Linked DNA regions of Sus scrofa: regions 1 and 2 are each linked to region 3. Evidence: chromatin contacts called from public Hi-C and HiChIP or PLAC-seq data. All regions are on one chromosome and are shown on one strand. The core of a region is the stretch at or near the end of the contact, and the rest is flanking DNA. Distances in the headings are between cores, read along the strand shown.

Region 1 (3,652 bases), core at 744-3,243, 160 kb after region 3:
CCTGCACCTACATCATGTCCACAACGGCGTTCACACACAGTGACCAAGTAGAACAGGGGCAGAAGCCTGGGGCCTGCCAGACTGAAGGTGTTTACTCTCTGGTCCGCAACAGAAGAAGTCTGCCAAGAGGCTGGCAGCAGGACTGGTATTTGTACCCAATTAGTTCCACACCACCTGTCCCCGCCTCTGCCTCTCCCTCTGCTTCCGATGCTGCAGACGTGGAGGTCTGGGATGCACTTACTGCCCAAGAAAGGCAAACATGGCCCTCTTTCAGCTCATCTGTCCAATGCGGGCATTGGCGGGGTCAGATTCATCCATGAGTGTACCTGGGTGGGAGCTGGGGAGCCAGACACTTTAAACAAGACATTTGGAGGAGAGGAGGCATCCCAGGAAGAGCATCTTGTGGTCCCTGAGCTGACCCATGAGGGTCCTGGCCCAGGCACAGCAACAGCGATGGCTGGGTGATCTGGTCTGGAGAAGAATTCTACCCACAACTAAAGGATGTGACCACGTCGCTCATAGGAAGGGACCCAGAGGCCAAAAGAAGAGTCCTCCATGGCCTGTTCCAACCACATGTCAGGGATACCACACCTCCCCATTTCCAGTGCTAAAAGGACCATTCGCATATATTCTAACTTTAGAAGGAGAGCCTGTTGAGACAAGATAAAATAAAAATAAGGAATAAGATAAAAATCCCTAATTAATCATCCATCAAACCTTCCATGCCTAGCAGAGCAGTGGGGTCAACACACACGTGTGAAAGAAGCTCAACTTGTCCAAAAGCTCTTGAGTGAATTTTTGGGTCAGCCCCGGGCTGGCTGTGCTCAACAGCTAAAAACGAGACTTGATTTCCTACCAAAATGAAAATGTTCATGGGAACAAAGAGTAACATGAAGATTTACAAAGCTTTTTGTTTTCTTGTTAATAAGAGTGTGTTTAATGTTGAAAATTATCACGATTAATAGTGTTTTTCTTGAACTGGCAAAGCTGATCCACTGGACAGGAATGTCTAGTTTATAGTGTTAGATGTTAAATACGCTTTTCAATCATTATTGGCCCTAAAATCAAAGCTATAAACACCCTATGTTGGAAAATATATTCTGCTTTCCATCTTACGTTTAATTCCAGTGGAGATGGAATGTTGGATAAGAACTTCTTGGCTATTGATGAGCTGAAAGTTATAACTTTCCAGAAAAAAGGCTCTTTCTGTTTTATAAGATTTTATATAAATGATTTTACTCGGGACATACATAATACAGAATACCTGAAAATAGAGAAAAGCATTAAGATATTAACACATTGAATTCTGGTTTAATAAATTCTTTAGCCATTCTTATGGGCCAGGTTCCTTCACAAACATCCTCACTAAATCATCACAGAAGCCTTGTGAAATGGACAGAAGGAGCCCATTTTTCAGATGAAGAAACAGAATCTCATTAAATTTGCCCAGGATGGTAACTACTAAGTAGACGTCCTGTTAAATCACACTGATTCAAAATAGATTTTACAAAACCCAAACATGAGGAAAATCCAGACGTGCATTGTCCAAAAGCCAACAGAATATGTAGGTGCAATTTGTTTTTATTCTCCTAATTAACATTTCCCAATCCATACCATAAAGTGGCAAGACATCAAAGGGAAAGGAACTTGGCCACTGTTAACTGTTACTGTTACTCCTGAAAGTACGGTATGGGGGCCGCTATTAACTATTACTGTTACTCCTGGGAGCACAGTACCGGGGGGGCCTGCTGTTAACTGTTACCATTACTCCCAAGAGTACTATGGGGGGCGGGGGCAGAGCCCTGCTGTTAACTCTGTTAACTATTACTGTTACTCCTGAGAGTACAGTATGGGGCCCTGCTGTTAACTGCTACTCCTAAGAGCACAGTATCGGAAAGAATCAGAAAGTCTTTTAACTGTGTGTAAACTATTTTAAGCCTCTTCTGTACAGTCAAGCAGGCTGGAGTGGATTCTGGCCCTGCTGCTGGCTGGCGAGCATCCTCTAGTGGCACTTTGTGAAAGCTAATTCGGCCTTAATGTTTTTGGGGGGATTCCACAGCCATGAGGAACGTGAAAGCTATGGGTCATTTCCCCCCAGAACCGCACTACTGAAAAACACACATACAAGTCCACTCAAAAATCCAAGAAGGGGGTCTCAAAAGCACGAATCTGCAGGCAAGTCCATGAACAAAGCACCACGTGGATACAGCCGCTTCCCCACCTGTCCTGGGCAGGGCAGCAGTCTGGCCATTGGCCAACTGAGTGTTTCAGTGACGCTTGATTTGGAGACGATGAGCCTGTCACGGGCTGTGGAAATAATGAAACCAAATTTGAAAGGGGTTAAAGTCACCTCAAACTTGGTACCAATAGAGAGTATCTTCAGCAACAAAAAATGCCTTTCATTTTAACAAATACCTTATTTCCTTCCTGCCAGTTCCAAACTACTACTTTACCATTAAATAGCCCCCAAAGTTGTTTCTTTTCAAAAAGGTAAATTCAACTCTTTAACATGAAAATTATCTTAGACCTCCCATTCAGATTCCTGTATTCACAGTCTGTTGTAATTTATTTATTTAAAGTTTAAGCCTATGTTTACATTCCTGTGTATTTTTTCATTAAAAAAATAGAGCTTTTAAAAACACCTGACAGCAATGCATTTATTTTCTCTTTAAAAAAAATGATTTTTAACATCTTAAAATTTCTAGAATGTCTCTTTAAAGCTATAGATAACTTGTACCTAAAATTCCACAGGGGAAGAGAGAAAAGGGAGATAAAAATGGGAGAAGGGATTTTAAGCAAATTGTACAATTTGTAGGAAATAGAAACACTGTATACTAGGCAGAGGAGAAGCTGTCTTTATTTTCTAACATTTATCTGCATACCTTTTCCGTCTGAACCTGAGGTCAAAAACGATGTCCCACTTCTCTGTTGCTTCTAGAGGGTGTATTGACCAAATGGTAACTGTGATGTCATCTGAAACTCTGAGCAGAAAGATGCAGAACGGGAAAAAATCCTAATTTTCGTTGTTCTCTGCTGCTCTCTTCCTGTTGTGAGCAATCCTTTCCTTTTCCTGTGGCCTGTATTCTATACATGAGATTTCCCACCTTTTGAAACCATTTAACACTAGTTCTTGTAAAATTCTTTTTTAGCTACAAATACTGCACTGCAGTATTTTTTAATATGTGCAGCCCAATAAATATGCCTGTAATACTTGTTGATTATCTGAAGTTCTTTTCTTCTTTTGGGGGGTTATGGATCTTTATGAGCAATTTTCTTTAAAAGAAAAAATCAAAAGTCATGCTTTGAGGTGAGGTCAGAATGTCTGTGCTATCTGGTGTTTTTGCAATTGGAGCACCTCACCCCACCCTTTTTTTTTTTTTTTTTTTTTTTTTTTTGTCTTTTTGTCTTTTTGTCTATTGAGGGCCACACCTGTGGCATATGGAGGTTCCCAGGCTAAGGGTCGAATTGGAGCTGTAGCCACCAGCCTACGCCAGAGACCCAGCAACATGGGATCCAAGCCACATCTGCGACCTACAACACAGCTCAGGGCAACACAGGATCCTTAACCCACTGAGCGAGGCCAGGGATTGAACCCGAAACCTCATGGTTCCTAGTCGGATTTGTTTCTGCTGAGCCACGATGGGAACTCCAC
Region 2 (3,437 bases), core at 473-2,972, 190 kb before region 3:
AAAGAAAGTAAGTATTATTATATGCCAATAAACTTGACATCTTATGTGCAAAGGCAAATTCCTTGAAAGGCACAAACTACCAAAATTCGCTCAAGAAAAAGTAACCTGAGAAGTCATATATTAAAGAAGTTCAATTTCTGGTTGAAATTTCTGTTGAATTTCTGGTTGAAAACCTTCCCATAAAGAAAACTATGCGCTTTTGCTCATAGTTTCAGAAGTGAATTCTTCCCAACACTTAAAGAAGAAATAATACAAATTCTAAACCAGCTCTTCCGATTACTGTAAAACAGGAAATACTTGAAATACCTGAATCATTACTCCATATGAAAACCAAGGGCATCCCAATAAAAGAAAACTACGGGCCATTATCTCTTATGAACACAGATGAGAAAATTCTAAACAAAATTTGATCAGTTCAAATTTGAGAATATGTAAAAAGGATAATATCCCTTGATCAAGTGAGATTTATGCTAGAAATACCAGGGTGGTTTAATATAAAAAATCAATTCACTATATTAAAATTAGAAAAGAATTTAAAAAGTAATCTCAATAGATGCAGAAAAAGCGTTTTGACAAAATTGAATATCGATTGTGGATTAGAACTCATCAAACTAAGAATATATGGGGATTTTGGTCAACCTAACAAAAAACCTATGCAAACCTTCAGTCAACATCAGACTTGATGAAAGACTAAATGTTTTTCTCAGAAAAAAAGCTTCTTGAGAGAAAATCTGAAGAGAAAAATCAAAGCCTCTTGGTTCTCATTTGTAGTGCTAACCTTTCATCCTTGAGTCACAGTTGCTTGGAACCAAAACAAAGACGCTTACAGCCAAAGTTACTGCCTAAGTAACATTCTGCACTTCAGGAAGCCAAATGGTTATGAGGCAACATCATTCGGTATATTTATCCTCAAAATACTTTGCAAGTCAGCCAAATCAGCTTATCTACAACCTAAAAAATTAATGAGGTGTTACTGCACTGAATTAAAATCCAGACTGTGAATGAGAATCTTAATTCTAATAAACAAGATGGTCACACTTTCCAATAAAAAGTCTGATAGCAAAATAATTGTTTTGTTCCAAAACGCCCTTTCTTAAAAGATCACTTTAATTTTTCATAAGCTGTTATCTTAACTTGAAGGAAGAGTCCGTCTTCCTACCACCAGAAATTCTACCATCATTAATTTGCTATTAATTTTTAAAGTTGAAAGCACCTAAATGGACCTTCCAGGCATAGTTGGTAATATGTTCATTAATACTAATCATTTGGAGCAAATGTAGAAAAAAATCATAACTGCCGACTATGCCTAATCTCTATTCCTCCTCCTATTTTGCAAGATTAAATGTAAAATGAGTCATTTTTTCACCTGGCAAGGTCCACTGGATCCCACTCTATCCTGGACAGCCCAGACCGCACGTGGGCCGAAAGGTCCTGTCTTCCTGTGATGTGTGTGGGGAGCTGCTCTGCAGAAACGAAGGTTCTCGAACGAGCCTGTCTATCATGTCAACCAGGGCATTCGGGGCCCATAGGACAGGGCAGAACCTCCCTGCAAACAGGGAGGGACCCTTCCTGGGAGATGCCCTTGGTAGCAAAGGTGACACCATGGGTCAAGGCTGGGAAGTTTCAGGTCTCTGGCTGGACGGACAGCTGGTGTGAAGGTCCCTGTCTGGTCAGGGGCTGTGGCTGTGTTGTACAAGATGTCAGGTGTCAGCCTGGGTGGGCACCCATTTCCCAGGGATCCTGGCCCCAGGTAACCATCAGGTTGGGGGGGAATCGCCCAGACTCAGGGGTTCAAGAATTTACTGATTTTCCATTTATCTGTGGAAAGCCAATTCATTTCTCTTGGCTATTTTTCGCCTTTTAGAAGCACACAAAGGACCTGGGTCTGAGACCTGACACTCAGTCATAAGAATCTTCAAAGTGAATCACTGTGCTATGCACCTGAAATCAACACAACATTGTAAATCAACTGTACTTCAACAAAAGAATGAATCTTTTCAAAAGGAAACCAAAAGTTTGGTTATTGTTATGTCACCTACCCACTCTACGAATTATTGTTTAACCGAGGAAAGGGCCAGTGTTAGCAGGTTGGGTCCGTTTATACACTCCTCAGTGGGAAAATGATCCCCTTTACATTAATTTTCCCCACACTGGACCGCTTTCAGAGGAAGTCTTGCCAACTAGCTGGCATTAAAAATAACCTAGTCTTCCTGTGCCATTTCTGTTAGCAAAGCTCAAGTGGCTCTAAAGACGATGGGCACCATAGCATCCTGGGTGAGGCTGCAAACCTGCATTTGCATGAACAACCCAGATCATACAACCATGCGCACAGCCAGCTGCACCAGACTCAACACAAGAGCTGACTGCACTGTGTCCTTTTCTAAAGGACCACTGGCTTCTCCAAGACATACACTGGGGCTGTTATTACTCCTTACGTATTATTGACATTTTCATCACTAGTATAAAAGTAGGGTAAATATAATAAGTGATACTGTACTTTCCACGCTTGTTTTTTTAAACATGTCTCTCATTTGCCACAGAATAAATAGTGATGCTGGAGTTTGAGGCTTTGCTTTTTCTTTCTTTCTTTTTTCTTTTTCTTTTTCTTTTTCTTTTTTTTTTTTTTTTGTCTTTTTGCCATTTCTTGGGCCGCTCCTGCGGCATATGGAGGTTCCCAGACCAGGGGTTGAATGGGAGCTGTAGCCACTGGCCCACGCCACAGCCACAGCAATGCAGGGATCCAAGCTGCGTCTGTAACCTACACCATAGCTCACAGCAACGCCGGATCCCTAACCCACTGAGCAAGGCCAGGGATCGAACCCGCAACCTCATGGTTCCTAGTCGGATTCGTTAACCACTGAGGTATGATGGGAACTCCTGCTTTTTCTTTCTTACATTGTTTTAACACTGGAATAAACATGAGCTTTTCCTTCACTGAACTTAATGAATTTTCTTACACTGATTTATTGAAATAAGACATTGAAAGTACAATGGAGAAATCATTGTGTATTTATTTAATGTAGAAAGCTGCCTCCACAGAGGATGGCCTGAAAATCTCTCCCATTTCTTCCCACAACTCACATTCATTCTTCAACTACACATTTTCAGGTTCAAAAAGCAGCAAAACAACAAAGCTGTGAATTTGAGCAAAGAAGTCCAACTCCTGCAGTGACTCCTGTGAACATTCTAGAAAAAGTTCAGAGGTCAGCAGAATGAAAGACAAGTAGAGATTATAAGATGCAACTTGGGGAGTTCCCTTTGTGGCTCAGCGGTTAATGATCCTGACTAGGATCAGGAGGATGCAAGTTCGATCCCTGCCCTTGCTCAGTGGGTTAAGGATCTGGCATTGCCGTCAGCTGTGGTGTGGGTCGCAGACAAGGCTCAGATCCCGTGTTGCTATGGCTGTGGTGTAGGCCAGCAGCTGCATCTCTGATTTG
Region 3 (3,781 bases), core at 859-3,358:
CAGGAGGGCAGAGCACAACAGTCTTCCCTCCTTATGTAGAAGGGCTGCAGTGTAGACCACCAAGATAAGTCAGAATGACACAACCCCCATTCCAGGGGCATGCTGCACACTGGGCAAGTGAGCTGGGTCCTGTGAGGTCACTGGCCATCAGCTGTGATCCCTGCTGTCTCACCACTCCTAGGTGTGCAAGTCACAGCCCCGCAGGTAACCCACCTGTATAACTCTTCCAAAAGTACCAGGAAGCCACCACCCTGTGGTTGGGTGGTGGGGGAAGAAGGGGAGGTGGGGGTAGGAGGGGAGGTGGGGTGGAGGGAGTTCGGAGGCCAGGGGAGCGCCTTCTGACCCTGGTGCCACTCCCCACCTCACTGGCAACCACAAATAGGCCAACATCAAAAGCCCCTGGTTAACCTAGGAACCAGCTTCCACTCTGCAAATAGGAAGTGAGCCAGGCACCTAGCTAGGCCCTTCAAATACAGAGCGGGTCCCCAGATGGACACCCTGTGTTTGCACCAGAAGCAGCCAGCGTTGTTTCCCCAGATCGCTTTCCTAAAGCCTCTTTTCTTCTCAAACTCCAGCAAACTGGGGAGGAGAGAGACCCAAGTGGGCTTGGGTGGGAGCTGCTTCGCCTACAGGGGCGAATATCAAGGACAAAGAGCCCTGCAAAATGGTCCTGCCTGGAAGCCAAAGTGGCAAAGAAGAGGCTGAAGCTAGAATGCACTGCCCCTCCTCCTGCCCCAGGACCAGGCCTCCAGAGCCAGGGACTGGTTCCACTCAGAGAGCCTTCTCGGGTTTTCCACGGATGTTTCTTGCGTGTTAATACTTGACTACAACCTCACACACACACACACACACACACACACACACCCTTGGGGAGCTGGGATGGACCCTCATGAACCCACCCACCCACCCCAGCCACTTTTAGATTACCTGCTCAAAGAAAATGCTTAGCACAGGTGTGATCTTGAGTCCCCACCTCTGGCAAAATGGAAAAGGGTGTTTTGGGTGGTGTGTTTTTGTTTCTGTTTTTGTTTTTTTCTGCAAAGGGCAGGCTCTCTCTGTAAATTCAATTGCTCTTTGGTAAGAAGTGCTTTGTTTTCCAGCTCTGGTGGGGGGAGGGGAAATCTAGGTGCCCACAGCCACCACAGGTGTGGGGTTCTGTGTAGCAGACACACCTATTAGAGGGGGAACACAGAAACTCTCACCCCAAGGCCATGGCAGGGCCAGTGTCCTCAGATCTGACAGCCAGTGGCTTTTCACACCCCCCTAGCCCTAGAGATGGTGGGACCTTTGCCTGGGAGTCAGCAAGGCTCCCTTCTGGCCCTCCCTTAACCCTCGAAGTCCCAGTGTGGCTTCCTAACCCTCTACGGATCTGTCCCCACGGGTGCTGGATTGCGAGATTGGGTCCTGGTGTCTGCTTTTGTTGTACGGGCTTTTGTGGGAGTAAAATGAAGGAAGCAACTTCAGGGCGCTGCCTCCCTGAACCGTCCTTTCCTTTTTAAAAGGACCTGAGTTCTTAACTCTTCCATCACAGTGGCTGTAATATGGGATAGGGGAGAGATGGCCTCGGAACCGTTGGATGCACCGTGTGCCCTGTGTCTAGGGACAGGGGCGAGGGACTGTAATAGGATGAGTGCTGCACCTGGGAAAGGGGTCTCCAGCTGCCTTCAGGCCAGATTCGGATCCTTTGTGCACAAGTCAGCACTCCGCGAAAAATTCCACGTGTGACTAAGTTCAGCACAGCCTTCAGCCCACGCCGAGTCCGATCAATCGCCTGGACTCTGCAGCTGGACGGGTAAGAGAGACCCTAATCATGGAGACCCCGGTGGTGCGACGGCGCGGGAAGTGCGAGTACCTGGTTGTAACACTCAGGACCGCGGCGCGTGCTTCTTGAACCAAGTCCAGGCCACTGCGACCTGGATTCTCCAAAGACCACCCCATCCCCAGGCGCCCCTCTCACTCGCCCCCAGTCGGAAAACACTCACCTACTGCCAGGCAGATGGGGAGCAGCAGCCTGAAGATGAGCCCGCAGACCACTTCCGAGGCCATCGCGGTCAGTCCGGCGAGTCCGAGCAGAGGGGCGCGGCTCGCGGGTCCCTAGGACTCGGGTGCCAAGCCCATACCCGCCTAGGGCCTCCTGCGGCCGGCGGCTCGAAGCCGCCGGGGCATCGCCTGGGCGAGGGCCGCCGCGTTATGCGCCCCGAAGGCGCGCTCTCCGCTCCCCCGGCCGCCGCTCACCAAGCTCTAGGAAGCCCCCTCGCCGGGCGCCCGGCCTCGCACAGCCGTCCCATCCAGTGTGGAACTTCCCGATCCGGCGTCGGCGGCTTCTGCAGCCGGTGTTGGAGGCCGGGGCGCTTTGGGAGGGTCCCGCGGGGCGGCGCGGCGGGGAAGGGGCGAGAAGGGCGTGCTGTCCTTCCGTCAGCTCCTGGGGCGCCGCTCAGGGGCGGCAGGGAGTTTCTCCGCCGATACGCCTCCAAGCCAAGGCGCCTGGGCTGCCGGCCCGGCCCTCTGCCCACGCAGCTCGGCCGGGTTCCTGGGAGTAGCCCCGGCCCGGAGCGGCCCCGCCGCGGCTCCCGGAGCAGCGCGCGTCTCAGCCTCTACGCCCCGGGACTTCGGGCGGGAGAGACCCGGGCTCGAGCTGCTGGGCGCGCGGAACCATCCCCGACAGCGCGGGGCTCGCGGGACAGCGGCCAGAGGTCGAGACGAAGGCACGCGAGGGGGCCAGCCTCCACTCCCTCCTCCGCGGCCTCGACTTAAACGAGTAAAATGAAAACTGAACGCCGCCCGGCGGCCAGCGCGCCCCCGACCCGCGCGGTGCTGCCTCGCCCTGGAGGCGCAGCCCCGGCTCCCGGGCGGGCGCGCACTTCTCCACCTTCACTGAAACTTTCGAAGCCGCGCTCGCGGACGGGCGTGCGCGCAGGCCAATGGGAGGGCGGCTCGGGAGCGGCGCGCCGGGTCCCGCCCCCTGGGCTGCCGGAGGCGGGGGCACCGGGAGGGGGCACGGGGCTAGGGTGCAGGGGGAGACCCGGCTTCAGAGCCGGCGACCAGGAGCTAGTTCGCACTCCTATCGCGCTGCCTCGTCCGTGGTTCTGCAGACAGAAGGAACCGTCGTGGCATCATGTCCAAAGGGCGCAGCCTGAGCTCGCCCCAGCCCAGGGAGTCCTTTAATGCTAGAGGAATGGTGCACAGGCGACTGGAGGGCAGCCTTAGACAACTTTATGGGACTGTCACGTGTGCCAGGTCCACACGTGCCCACTTGCACTGATTGAGAAGAAGAGAAGCAGAATCCAACCAGTGACCCTGTCCATATTCAATCTTGTGTGAAGTTTCAGCTCTGACGGGGCTCAGGATCCTTCAGCAATGGGCACGGATTCGGATGTGCACCCACTTTGTATATTGTGGAGCGCTCTTGTTTTCGCCTCGGGCTTATTTGTTGCTTGTCATGGCCCCTGGGAAGAGTACATTGTTTCCCTGATCTCCTCTTAACCTTCCTTTTTTCTCGTTCTCTCTGTGAGACCTAGAGAGCTGTGGTTCCAGCTGGGAGATGGCAGCGAGGCTGGGTCCCTCATTTCAGGTTTATCCAACAGCGGGGGATGGGCTGCAGCCCTGAGGACCAGAAGTAAGTGGTCTGGTCTGCAGAGAGGACAGTTCAGAACTGGCGTTTGCATCCAGAGGACAGAGAAGGAAGATGTTGACTTGTATTGCTCACTGGCGTTCTGGGTTGAAATGGTTTTGGATGATGGAAGTCGGCGGATGGAAATTACACAAACCTTGGTTCTCTGTG

What was found. Hi-C and Micro-C count contacts between places; a contact is called where the count stands out from the background. HiChIP or PLAC-seq counts read pairs in DNA pulled down with a chosen protein or histone mark.
Region 1: an H3K27ac HiChIP or PLAC-seq map of skeletal muscle shows a contact between it and region 3, with 8 times the contacts expected there. The contact joins the enhancer-like site here to the promoter of PIEZO2 in region 3. A contact is called at or near these places in 7 of 47 Hi-C or Micro-C datasets (embryonic fibroblasts, fibroblasts, omental adipose tissue and 3 more) and 1 of 2 datasets of contacts at active chromatin or transcription factors (skeletal muscle).
Region 2: a Hi-C map of omental adipose tissue shows a contact between it and region 3, with 2.0 times the contacts expected there. The contact joins the enhancer-like site here to the promoter of PIEZO2 in region 3. A contact is called at or near these places in 18 of 47 Hi-C or Micro-C datasets (adipocytes, alveolar macrophages, embryonic fibroblasts and 11 more) and 1 of 2 datasets of contacts at active chromatin or transcription factors (skeletal muscle).

The regions. Positions count from the first base shown.
Region 1 is chr6:97,484,187-97,487,838 of Sscrofa11.1, reverse strand. It overlaps LOC110261160 (a long non-coding RNA gene), which reads right to left. Exons shown (of 3, transcript XR_002344992.1): 3 at 1-2,307. Among named protein-coding and RNA genes, the nearest start is that of GNAL, 57 kb to the right of the region's middle. Within about 2 kb of position 1,993, at least 4 of the 83 cell types and tissues checked have an H3K27ac peak or open chromatin away from gene starts, as enhancers often do. A contact at or near this core is called in skeletal muscle, where this site is marked.
Region 2 is chr6:97,827,731-97,831,167 of Sscrofa11.1, reverse strand. The region is part of intron 7 of PIEZO2 (piezo-type mechanosensitive ion channel component 2); the gene reads right to left. Among named protein-coding and RNA genes, the nearest start is that of NAPG, 150 kb to the left of the region's middle. Within about 2 kb of position 1,722, at least 1 of the 83 cell types and tissues checked has an H3K27ac peak or open chromatin away from gene starts, as enhancers often do. A contact at or near this core is called in omental adipose tissue, where this site is marked.
Region 3 is chr6:97,642,442-97,646,222 of Sscrofa11.1, reverse strand. It overlaps PIEZO2 (piezo-type mechanosensitive ion channel component 2), which reads right to left and starts at 2,108. Exons shown (of 53, transcript XM_021096049.1): 1 at 1,983-2,108. The coding sequence starts at 2,046.